2 separate regions of the Zea mays genome follow, and region 2 is linked to region 1. A link is a contact called in public Hi-C data. All regions are on one chromosome and are shown on one strand. Each heading gives the region's core, a stretch centred on a gene start, on an enhancer-like site or on the middle of the called end of the contact. The rest is flanking DNA. Distances are from core to core; before and after follow the strand shown. Region 1 holds the start of LOC100272488. Region 2 holds the start of LOC100501252 (Protein EXECUTER 2 chloroplastic).

What was found. A called contact is a pair of places that touch in the nucleus more often than the background predicts.
Region 2: a Hi-C map of ear shows a contact between it and region 1, with 2.4 times the contacts expected there. The contact joins the promoter of LOC100501252 here to the promoter of LOC100272488 in region 1. A contact is called at or near these places in 2 of 25 Hi-C or Micro-C datasets (ear and leaf mesophyll).

Annotation. Positions count from the first base shown.
Region 1 is chr3:29,733,593-29,738,573 of Zm-B73-REFERENCE-NAM-5.0, reverse strand. LOC100272488 reads left to right here and starts at 2,436. Exons shown (of 2, transcript NM_001146957.1): 1 at 2,436-2,926. The coding sequence starts at 2,678.
Region 2 is chr3:30,080,625-30,085,274 of Zm-B73-REFERENCE-NAM-5.0, reverse strand. LOC100501252 (Protein EXECUTER 2 chloroplastic) reads right to left here and starts at 2,593. Exons shown (of 11, transcript NM_001196022.1): 1 at 2,234-2,593; 2 at 2,041-2,157; 3 at 1,872-1,937; 4 at 1,500-1,606; 5 at 1,317-1,398; 6 at 491-1,201. The coding sequence starts at 2,473.

The DNA of each region.
Region 1 (4,981 bases), core at 1,187-3,686:
TGCCATCAAATTTTTTTTTATTCCTTATGTGTTATGGAGTGACATATATGGAATTTTTTATGTGTATTATGTGGCTAGTAACATACATGGAATTGACCCTTTCTTTTTTTCGTTTACAACTCATTAAAATTAATTAACCCGGCGAATCATAAAAGGCTGCTCCAGCACATCTACGCACTTTGCACTGCGCAATCATGATCCGAACTGAGACAAACAAGAAAGGACATGCTGAGGATAATATATATATGCCACACCCACACATGTAAAACGTAAATCAGACCGGCACCGTGAACATGTAAATCGCCAACATTCCAAGTACAAAAGGGATAAAAGCGCACGCACAAGAATATATCCGCAAACGTGGAGTTTTCACTGTCATTTTGGATCCCATACCACTACCGCTAATATAAAGTACTTTGCATCTCTTTGTCAACTGGCCACTTTAGTTAGCTATTGTTATTCTAGTCTAGAGTCGAGAAAGTTCAGTAGAAAAGTGATGTCAAATAGTAGTAGTACTCGCTCGATCGAGCAGCGAGCACTACAAATTGGCACGAATGTATTATAGATATGTTTATTTTTATCTAAATTTTAGAGGTAGATTTAAAGTTAGCTCTAAACTTTAGATCGCCTTATATTAAAACTTTAGAACTTAAAAATAGTAGAGTGAATTTCTTTAAAGCTTTTCGAAGTCTAGAGCTTAGAGCATCTTCAAAAGACTAGCTAAATAACTCGTCAAACCAAATTTTGGCTACTCAATAGCAAAATAAATATGTTGACAGAGTAGCTATCTGACTCGCAAGCTATCTGACTCTCTAAATTAGCTCTCTCACTAGCTAAATTTAGCTAGCCACATGACTAGTCAAACTAGATAGATAGTCTGTTGGACTGAGATGCTATATATAGAATGTAATCTTTATGAAAACATAATTAGATAGTTAAATAGAGAGTAAAAAATAAAGAGTCTCTTGGAGATGCTCTGGGAGAAGTGGATCTAAAATATATCATATATTGTTATATGTAATAGTAGGATGAGTGCTCAAATCCGCACTGGTGCTAATAAGCGTGATTGATTGCGGACACGCACGAGCGAGGTTGAAAAATGAACATCCTAATTTCTACCAGTAGGAATGAATACGATCAAGTACTGTAATAAATAGGGAGAAGAAAACAAGTGCCAAAAAAACTCGATACGCATGGGAATGGGCGTTGCGTTTAAGATAAGGAGGCATTTTGACGCGTATCAAAAAAAGATGTACCTCTGTTCCACCTAACCAATGAGTGAGACTAGACATCCGAATGCAAAAAGAAAACAAATGTTTGGAAACAGTGATCTTATCAGTGATCTTATCTGTTGACTTTATGTTAGCAAGTTTGTTAACACATGATACGTATATATTATCAAGAGCTTGGGTAAGCGAGGTGCTAAGCTGCTGCTAATGACAATCCAGCACTGTACCATGCACAGTTGACAATCAATACTTCTGCAGTGTTGTCAGCCTGTGCGCGTAGACCGCCGAGGCCTCCGGTCTTTGTCCGAATTCCGAAACCGCGGCTCCTGCTCGCTCTCGCTCTCAACCATGAATGTTCTAATTCCCCTGCTCTCCGGCCGCACAGTGAGAACGCGACGACGAGACTCTCACTCAAAAAGGTATTGCTAAAAATTCTACAATTTAGTTTTTGTTTATACGATGATTATGACATATGTTCATTCTAAAATTATAGTTTTATTATACTTTTAGTTTTAAGAATAAAACCCTATAAACCATAGCAAAAACTAATTTATGTTAGAACAATGATAACTAATAAAAGATAAAAAAATAACATACCATGATATAAAGATAAATAATACATAGTATGTTCTAAAATATAGTTCTTTCTAACTTATTCTTTTCCGTCCACATTCATATGTTACTTGATGAATATGTCATTAGTCTAAAACAAATTATATTTTGGTATGGAGAGAGCACATTGTAAAAATAATAATATAGTAGCTAAAAGTGTTGACCGAAACCATATTAAAATTCAGACATAGGTGAAAAAAAAAATAAACAGGCACGCACCCACGTACAGTACAGTACGTGGCGGAAAGCAACACGCGCACACGTCGCGGCGCCACAAACGTGCGGAGCAGTTGCAACAACAGTAGTGCTACAAGAAGCAAATCCGCGGGCCCCACACAAAAAACGCGCACCCGGGGACGCGGACCCTGGGATTAGGCGGAGTTGACCGCCTCGGGGCGCTCCCTTCTGCCCGTCCGTGCACCGGTGGACGGCGTGGATCGTCTCGGGAGGGCCGTCTCCCTTCGTCTCCTTCCTCCGTCCTATCACTCCCGGGCCCATCGGCGAGTGATAAGGCTCTCTCAGTCTCACCCATACCCACTCCCTGTATAAATGAGCAGCCAGCAGCCCCAACCCAAGGCAGCAAGCAAAGCACAGCAGTGCCACGGAGCCATCTCCCCCGGCCTCTATCTCTATCTCTCTCGTCTTGTCTTGGCCTCCTTGCCTTCTCCCCCCTCCGTGCCGTGGCCAGTGGGTGCTGTTGCAAGTTGCAACTTGTCCCTCCCAACCCAAGGCAGCAAGCAAAGCACAGCAGTGCTGTTGCTTCACGCCCGGCAGGAGCAGCGACGAGCCGACGAGAACAGCCAAGGAGAGATCTGCAGACCGGTCGGTCGATCGAGATGAAGAGCCGGAGGCAGAGCAGCGGGGGCAGCTCGGGCGCCTGCGCCGCGGGGGAGAGGAACGCGCACAGCAGCGGCGGGGGGTGCAAGCTGGAGAGGAAGGACGTGGAGAAGAACCGGAGGCTGCACATGAAGGGCCTCTGCCTCAAGCTCTCCTCCCTCATCCCTCCCGCCGCCGCCACCACGCACGCCTCCCTCCTCTCCGACGCCGCGTCGGCGGCGGTGTCCTCCAATCCCGGCAACAAGCAGGTAAAAAGGCAACAGCAACCTCTCGCCCTCGATTCCTCGCTCCCCCCCCACTTCCCACGGCGGTTCCGAGCCCATCAGATCTCCTCGGACCATACATTCATTGCTCTATCGGGCGCAAGCGCAACGAACTGGCCGATTCCGAATCACTGCATCCATGGCCTTCCTCGCCACAAGTTTTAGAAATAGGTACTAGTAAGTAAATGATAGTACTGAGAAGTCCAGAAGCCAACTTAACGACGTGTTATTACACAGTGTCGGAGAGCAATGAATGCACTGTAAAACGAATTGTTCACATCAAATCCATACAATCGGTTAATATCCTCTTCATGTCGCAATCAGTTCCCCTCCTTAAAACCCTCCAATCCTCTAAAAGACAACCAATAACTAGTAGCGTCAAAATCTTCAACTCCCAACCTGTGACAATAATGTTTGCAATGAAACTGAGCCATATATTCCTGCAGTCCTGCCTATAGTTGGAGCCGGATAAGCCATAGTATAAGAATAATATTATCCATCTCGCCTAGCATAAAACATTTACAGTACCCCTGTTTCAAGTCATTCGCGGCCTAGCACGTGTAAAACAGACAAAGGGTCAAAACGAGTGTGCAAAAAGAGCGGGAACGAGACTGCCTTTTACTGTTTTGATTACTGTTATTACTACAAATAAAGGACAAAAAGCATCAGCTCTGGATCAGCGATTTGCCACACCCAATCGATTCGATCTGATTAGCTGTCCGCTGTTTTTGTTTGTGAGTATATGCCCCCACCCCACCCCAGACACCCCACCGCGACCGGCCGCGCATCGAGCCAGGCAATCAGGCATAAGCCACCAATCACCATCGTTTTCAGTCACGTTTCCTCTACGAGGCAGAAAACACTGCTTCCCTCCGTCCAAAAAAAAGGGCCGCGTGATCACTATTCTAAATTTATGTAGATTTTAAAACGATATCAGCAATACATCTAGATAAATTATTATAAAAGTAAATTTAATAATATACTACATCCGTTTCTTAAATATTTGTGGCTTACTAATTTATTTTGAGCTAAAACGCAACAAATAAAAAAAGATAGAGTATCTGATAATAAATTCAAAGCTGAAAACGTTTAAGAGCGTCTTCAAGAGACTCCTCATTTTTAGCTCTATATTTGATTATCTATTTAACTTTTCATAAAGATTGCACTCTATATGTAGCATCTCACTCCAATAGACTATCTATCTAGTTTGGCTGGTCAAGTGACTAGCCAAATTTAGCTAGTGATAGAGTCAATTTGAAGAGCCAGATAGTTTGGCCAATCAGATAGCTAATCTGTTGGAGAGTTATTTTACTATTAAGTAGCCAAAATTTGGTTTGCCGAGTTATTTAGCTAGTCTCAACTCTCTTGAGAGCCAACGCGAGAAGTCTCAACTCTCTTGAGAGCCAAAGCGAGAACAACGACATTTGTTTTGGACGGAGGGCGTATAGACCACACACACATCACTGAAATAGTAGACCATACTGAGATTCCCTCTCCCTCGAGGTCCACTCCATTCACCCACGTTCCACTTCACGTGAATGAATGAATACGTGGTGGGGCCCTCCTCTCCGGTGACAGGTGACAGCCACGCGGGTTTGCTCGGGGGTCACACGTCACGTCATTATTTGGCTTAGGCGCACGTGCCGGATGCCCGAGAGGAGGAACTCGTGGGCGCAATAGAAAATAGGGACCATTCGGTCGGATAATAAACAATACCCGCACTCGCCTGATTATTCCTGTGCTACGCCACGATTCCTCGATCCACCTACCAAACGGGAAACCAAACTACAGTCAGAAAATAGGTACCATCCTGTGCCATGCCCCTTGTGCGCAAGGGAAACCAAACTACAGTCTCCATCGGCTGAGCTGTAGCTGAACAGCGAGCACTGGCGTGGTGTCTCCTTCTACAGTATACTGGTACTCTGTTTATACATGCACTGACATGTTGCTCCAATTATAGTAAAAAAAAGGAGACAGTCAGAAATAGCAATATATATAGCATGGCATGCTCCTGCTCAATGGCCAAGCTAGAGCAAAATT
Region 2 (4,650 bases), core at 1,344-3,843, 350 kb before region 1:
AAGACAGCATAAAGAGAAGCCGTCTGGCATAAGATGAAATGGGCAAATGGAAGGTGATCTTGACAGCATAGAATCAGTTAAAACCGCAGCATACGCTGGAAATAATAAGATAATGAATACCAATCGGTGCTAATAGTAATTAAGGTTACAAATCCAGAAACCATCAAGTTGTTCGAAAATCGTCCAGCCAGTTCAGGCCACCCAGTTTCTTGACCTTTTTGTATAGAGCAAAACAATCATGTTTGCTTATTCTGGAAGGTATGCAAGACTACTGATATAACTGTACATCACATAAGACTTGAAAAGTTCCTAAACAAACATCTTTAGGATCTTGGTGCCTTTAATGCCTTACAAAATTTCAGGACTTCTGTAATTAGATTATAAGATTTCACCCAACTGTGAACAAGCATTGATGCACATGAGTATAAATCATAATTAATAAATTTTTCGAAGTTGCAGGCATGTATAGCTAAATCCATGTCATTCCTACCTTTGAAGAACTCTTGGTTGTACCCCATAATGCCTTGGCAACATCAGACGGCATAAGCTCTGAGGCTAATTTAGCAGCCATATCTGCAACTTTCTGTTTTGCAGCCTTCGTTTCAGGCAGATCATGACCAGAACCATTTCCAGGAATGTACAGGTCAAAGGAGTCTTTTTCCATGTTATTTATTTCAGCTGGAACACGAACGTATGATTTTGTTCCAGCATCTTCTTTATTGTGAACCACACCACTGATAAAAAGCTTCACTTTCGTACTTTTACTTTCTTCATCCATATCTTCTTCTGGAACATCCTCCTCCTGCTCAAGTTCCTCAGTGGTTGGCTCTTCCAATGAGCCTTCTGGAGTACTCTTCACATCGTCTTGCACTGATTCTTCGGACGAATTTGCAGCCAATTCAGTTTCCTCAGACACATCAACATTTATCACCTGAACTTTGAATTCAGGAATTCGAGACTTAAAAAAATTCAAAAGACTTTTAAATCCATCAACACTAGTATCCTTGCTGCTACCAACATCTTGCTCTTTCTCTTCAGCATCCCCATTTCCTTTTACTGGAGTATCTATATTTGCCTCCTCTGTAATACTATCAGATATAGCACTACTTTCTGGTGTCTCTACCGTTGCTGGGCTTTCTGTTATTGCTGATGATATGGATGATGCACCTAAAGTTCCTTTTGTTGGTCGCAAGTGTACTACCTGTCTAATTTTTCATAAGTACAAATATCAAATCTGTGCACAACAGAGGTTTCCTTCTACTTTTCTTAACTGTTTAAATATTATGATAAAGATGAAATCACTTTGATCAGTGCACCTTCATTGTATATGTCTTGTCATCTTCTCTGACAAGGAAAATTTCAAACAATGGGGTCCCTGAAGATGCAGTGACCAATTGCCTGCATAAAAACAAGTGTTTGGTAAGATGGAACTGTGCAATATATAGACACTTGTCTGATGTGGACTTTTAAGATTAAGTTACAAACTTAGTGAGACGCACCTCGGGCTGTAGCTTTTGGCCACATATCTGCCAACACCAGGGCTTATTCGTACAATTCTCCCAATGGAATCATCAATGCCCTTAGCATATCCCACCCACCAACCTACCTGAAATGGAAATGGTTGGAAGCCAGAGCTTTTCCTTATGAAAATGGATGGTTTTGGCACTATCATCTATCATGGGTCGTCTTTTTTATTAGGTTCATTACCATGTTGGCACAAGATTAGCGATTCGCCACATGAATAGTTTGGTTAGTTAGGATGGGATGTGCAATGTGTGACTTTAAAAGACAAATAATTCTGTCCCTGAATGCATATGACAGAATCAAAAGGTACAGGAAAAAAAAGTAATCAGTGATGTATTGGTAATTACCAAGCTGGTCCCAGCAAGCCTTGTCAACCTCGAGGCGTCCTGGTACCGCTGCTCCTCTATAGCACTCTGCGCTAATTTACAAGGACAAGAGCAACCAGATGAAACAATGCTGTAGTTAGAAAATCGGTAAACGGAACAGAATGTGAGGCAGCACAAAGCAGTTCCGGACCTTGAGTTCGGCCATGACGTGGGCTACGGCGTCGTTTCCTGTGGCCGCTATGATATCCCTCTTGAGCTTGGCGGCCTCCGCGAAATCCTCGTTCTCCACCGCCTCCTCCAGCTGGAACTGCGCGGTCGGAGAGGAAAGAGCGATCATCAGATTGCTTCGATTAGAAGTTACAGGATGATGAAATGGCGATTACCTGGAGGAGGGATGCGTAGCTCTCGGCCTGGTCGACCTCGTCGAAGTGGCGGCTCCATCGGGTCCAGTCCCAGGTGGAGGGCGACGATGCCGAGGATGAGGAGGAGGCGCAGAAGCAGCAGCCGGCGGAGCGGCGGGCGGGGATGGCCGATGGCGGGCGCGCGGCAGAGGGCGGCGAGCGGCGTGTCGGAACCGTGTTGAGCGGGCGCGCCGCCGCCGGCGTGGCGCACGCGGGGGACATGGCGCTGGGTGGGTCGGATCGGGGGGCCGGGCGTGGGGCACAGCGGGCAGAGGGCTGGAAGCCTGGAAGGCACGCGATTCAGATAAGGAGGACGGCGGCCTGATTGGAAAGTGCCGAGCGAGGGACGGGGTGGGACCATGCGTTGTTGGTGTGTTGTTGTTATGTGCAGACTTGCAGTACACTTCAGCATTCCTTTCGGCTAATCTCAAAGATCGAAAAAAAATCATATTCAGAAGTAGTATAATTGTTTCCCTTCAACTTTATAGAAAGGAAAAATAATAACGAATCATTCCTCCTTGGCAGCTACGGCATGAAACAACAATGATGCAGTTTTTTCTTCTTCACTTTATCCGCCATTTCACTTTATCCGCCATTGTATTGATCAACTCAGGACAGCATGTCGTAGGTTTCACGTTTCCAAGAAAAAAAGTCAAGCTTATATAAAAAAAAGGTCAAGCTTATATAAAAAAAAGGGTCAAACTCCAGTGTCACTACTACTATAACGTAGGAGCTAGAGTTTCTCTCGTTGAATGAGATCGCAAGAAACAAACTACTGTCCCCTAATCACTACGCCATTTGTTCATTTGTACTATATAAAGAATATATACTATAAATATATATACTAATAATTCTAAAATAAAAATCATTGCCAGATCGAACCAACACTACATATCGAACACTACATATCGAGAAGGCGACTCAGGCACGGCACATATTTACTTTAAATTGAATCGGGCCGGGCGGGACACTATTAAATAGGTCGTATCTTAGGTCAACCCACTAAGCACATCCTATTTGGTAAGCTATAGTCCAATACCTCCTCCCTCATTGTCCCTAATCTCACGAGCGTGAAAAAAAAACGAGAAAGAAAAATCTATCTTGTTTGACCTCACACCACATATCTCGTCATTTGCACTCAACTAATCTATAAGTTTGAATCATGTTTGAATAACTATCTCATTTAAGCAATGTCTTCATATCTATACTTTTTAATCTATTAAGAAACTAATGTAGGCACCTGGTGCTAATACGGCTTCACCATCCGTGCTGACACTTTAGACCCGCCCCGCCTCGAGGGCCGTGCCCTATGCCCACGCAGCGCTCTCTCAGCTACTGTCATGTGGACCCAGCACCCGCACGGCCAACTACTGCGTCTGCCCAGCACCTGATCTCGCCTGCTCAACTAACACCATACCACATGTACTTTAATGTTTAGAAATAAACAATAATTATATAAAAAAATAGTGCATGATTATATTTGAGTAAATATAAATATATCAATACATGTTTATATGATATATAAAAACTGTAGCAAAGCACGGTCAACTAGCTAGTACGAAATATAAAATCATACCGATGCCTAGGCAACTACTAGTATTTTATTGAAGTGGAATGAAACCTTACTGTCCATTTTATTTAGTATAGTTTGAAATCATAGTCGATAACTCGATGTACCATTTAGCAAGCGCCAACTGATTTAATAATATGAAAAACCTTTCTAAGGAACTATAATTTGATCAGAGTAGGAAACATACTTTTCAGTTTTGAATTATAAAACTTTGAAAGGAAATGCTTATTTATAGGAGTAGAAAACATACTTTCTTAAATTATAAAACTTTCAAAGGAAATGTCTATTTATAGGAGCTCAAGTTATGTATGTCAACGTTTGTGCCTGTATTGTAATTGGTAAAAAAAAATATATGGGAGAAAATTGTTGAAATTTTGTAGCAAATAACATGTCTACCAAAGATGGTCAATACTAAAGAAAATAAATAATGTAAGAATACAACTAATAAAATCTCACACAATTTTCCAAAAGTTGCTACATATAAAATTCTACTTATTTCATTTTAAATTATAAGACGTTTTCAGAGTCCCTAGATATGGTACCCAAGACGCTACAAACAAATGCCTACGTTGGAAGACTGGCTATAACCCCCACTTATAAGGTGGTTTAAGGTGACAAAACACCTCTGAAAAAATAGAGGTATAATTAGCTGAGGCTCCCACCATGCGGTACCCCCAAAGGGACCCAACGTCACTTGGGCCATCAAAGAAGCACCCTTTCACAAACAACATTCACTAGCCAGAAGGGCTCCGTGAGTAACATGTGGCCCTTACCTAATTCCTGAGATCCGAGAGTGCCACATATACATAAACGACTGCAAAGGGCTCTA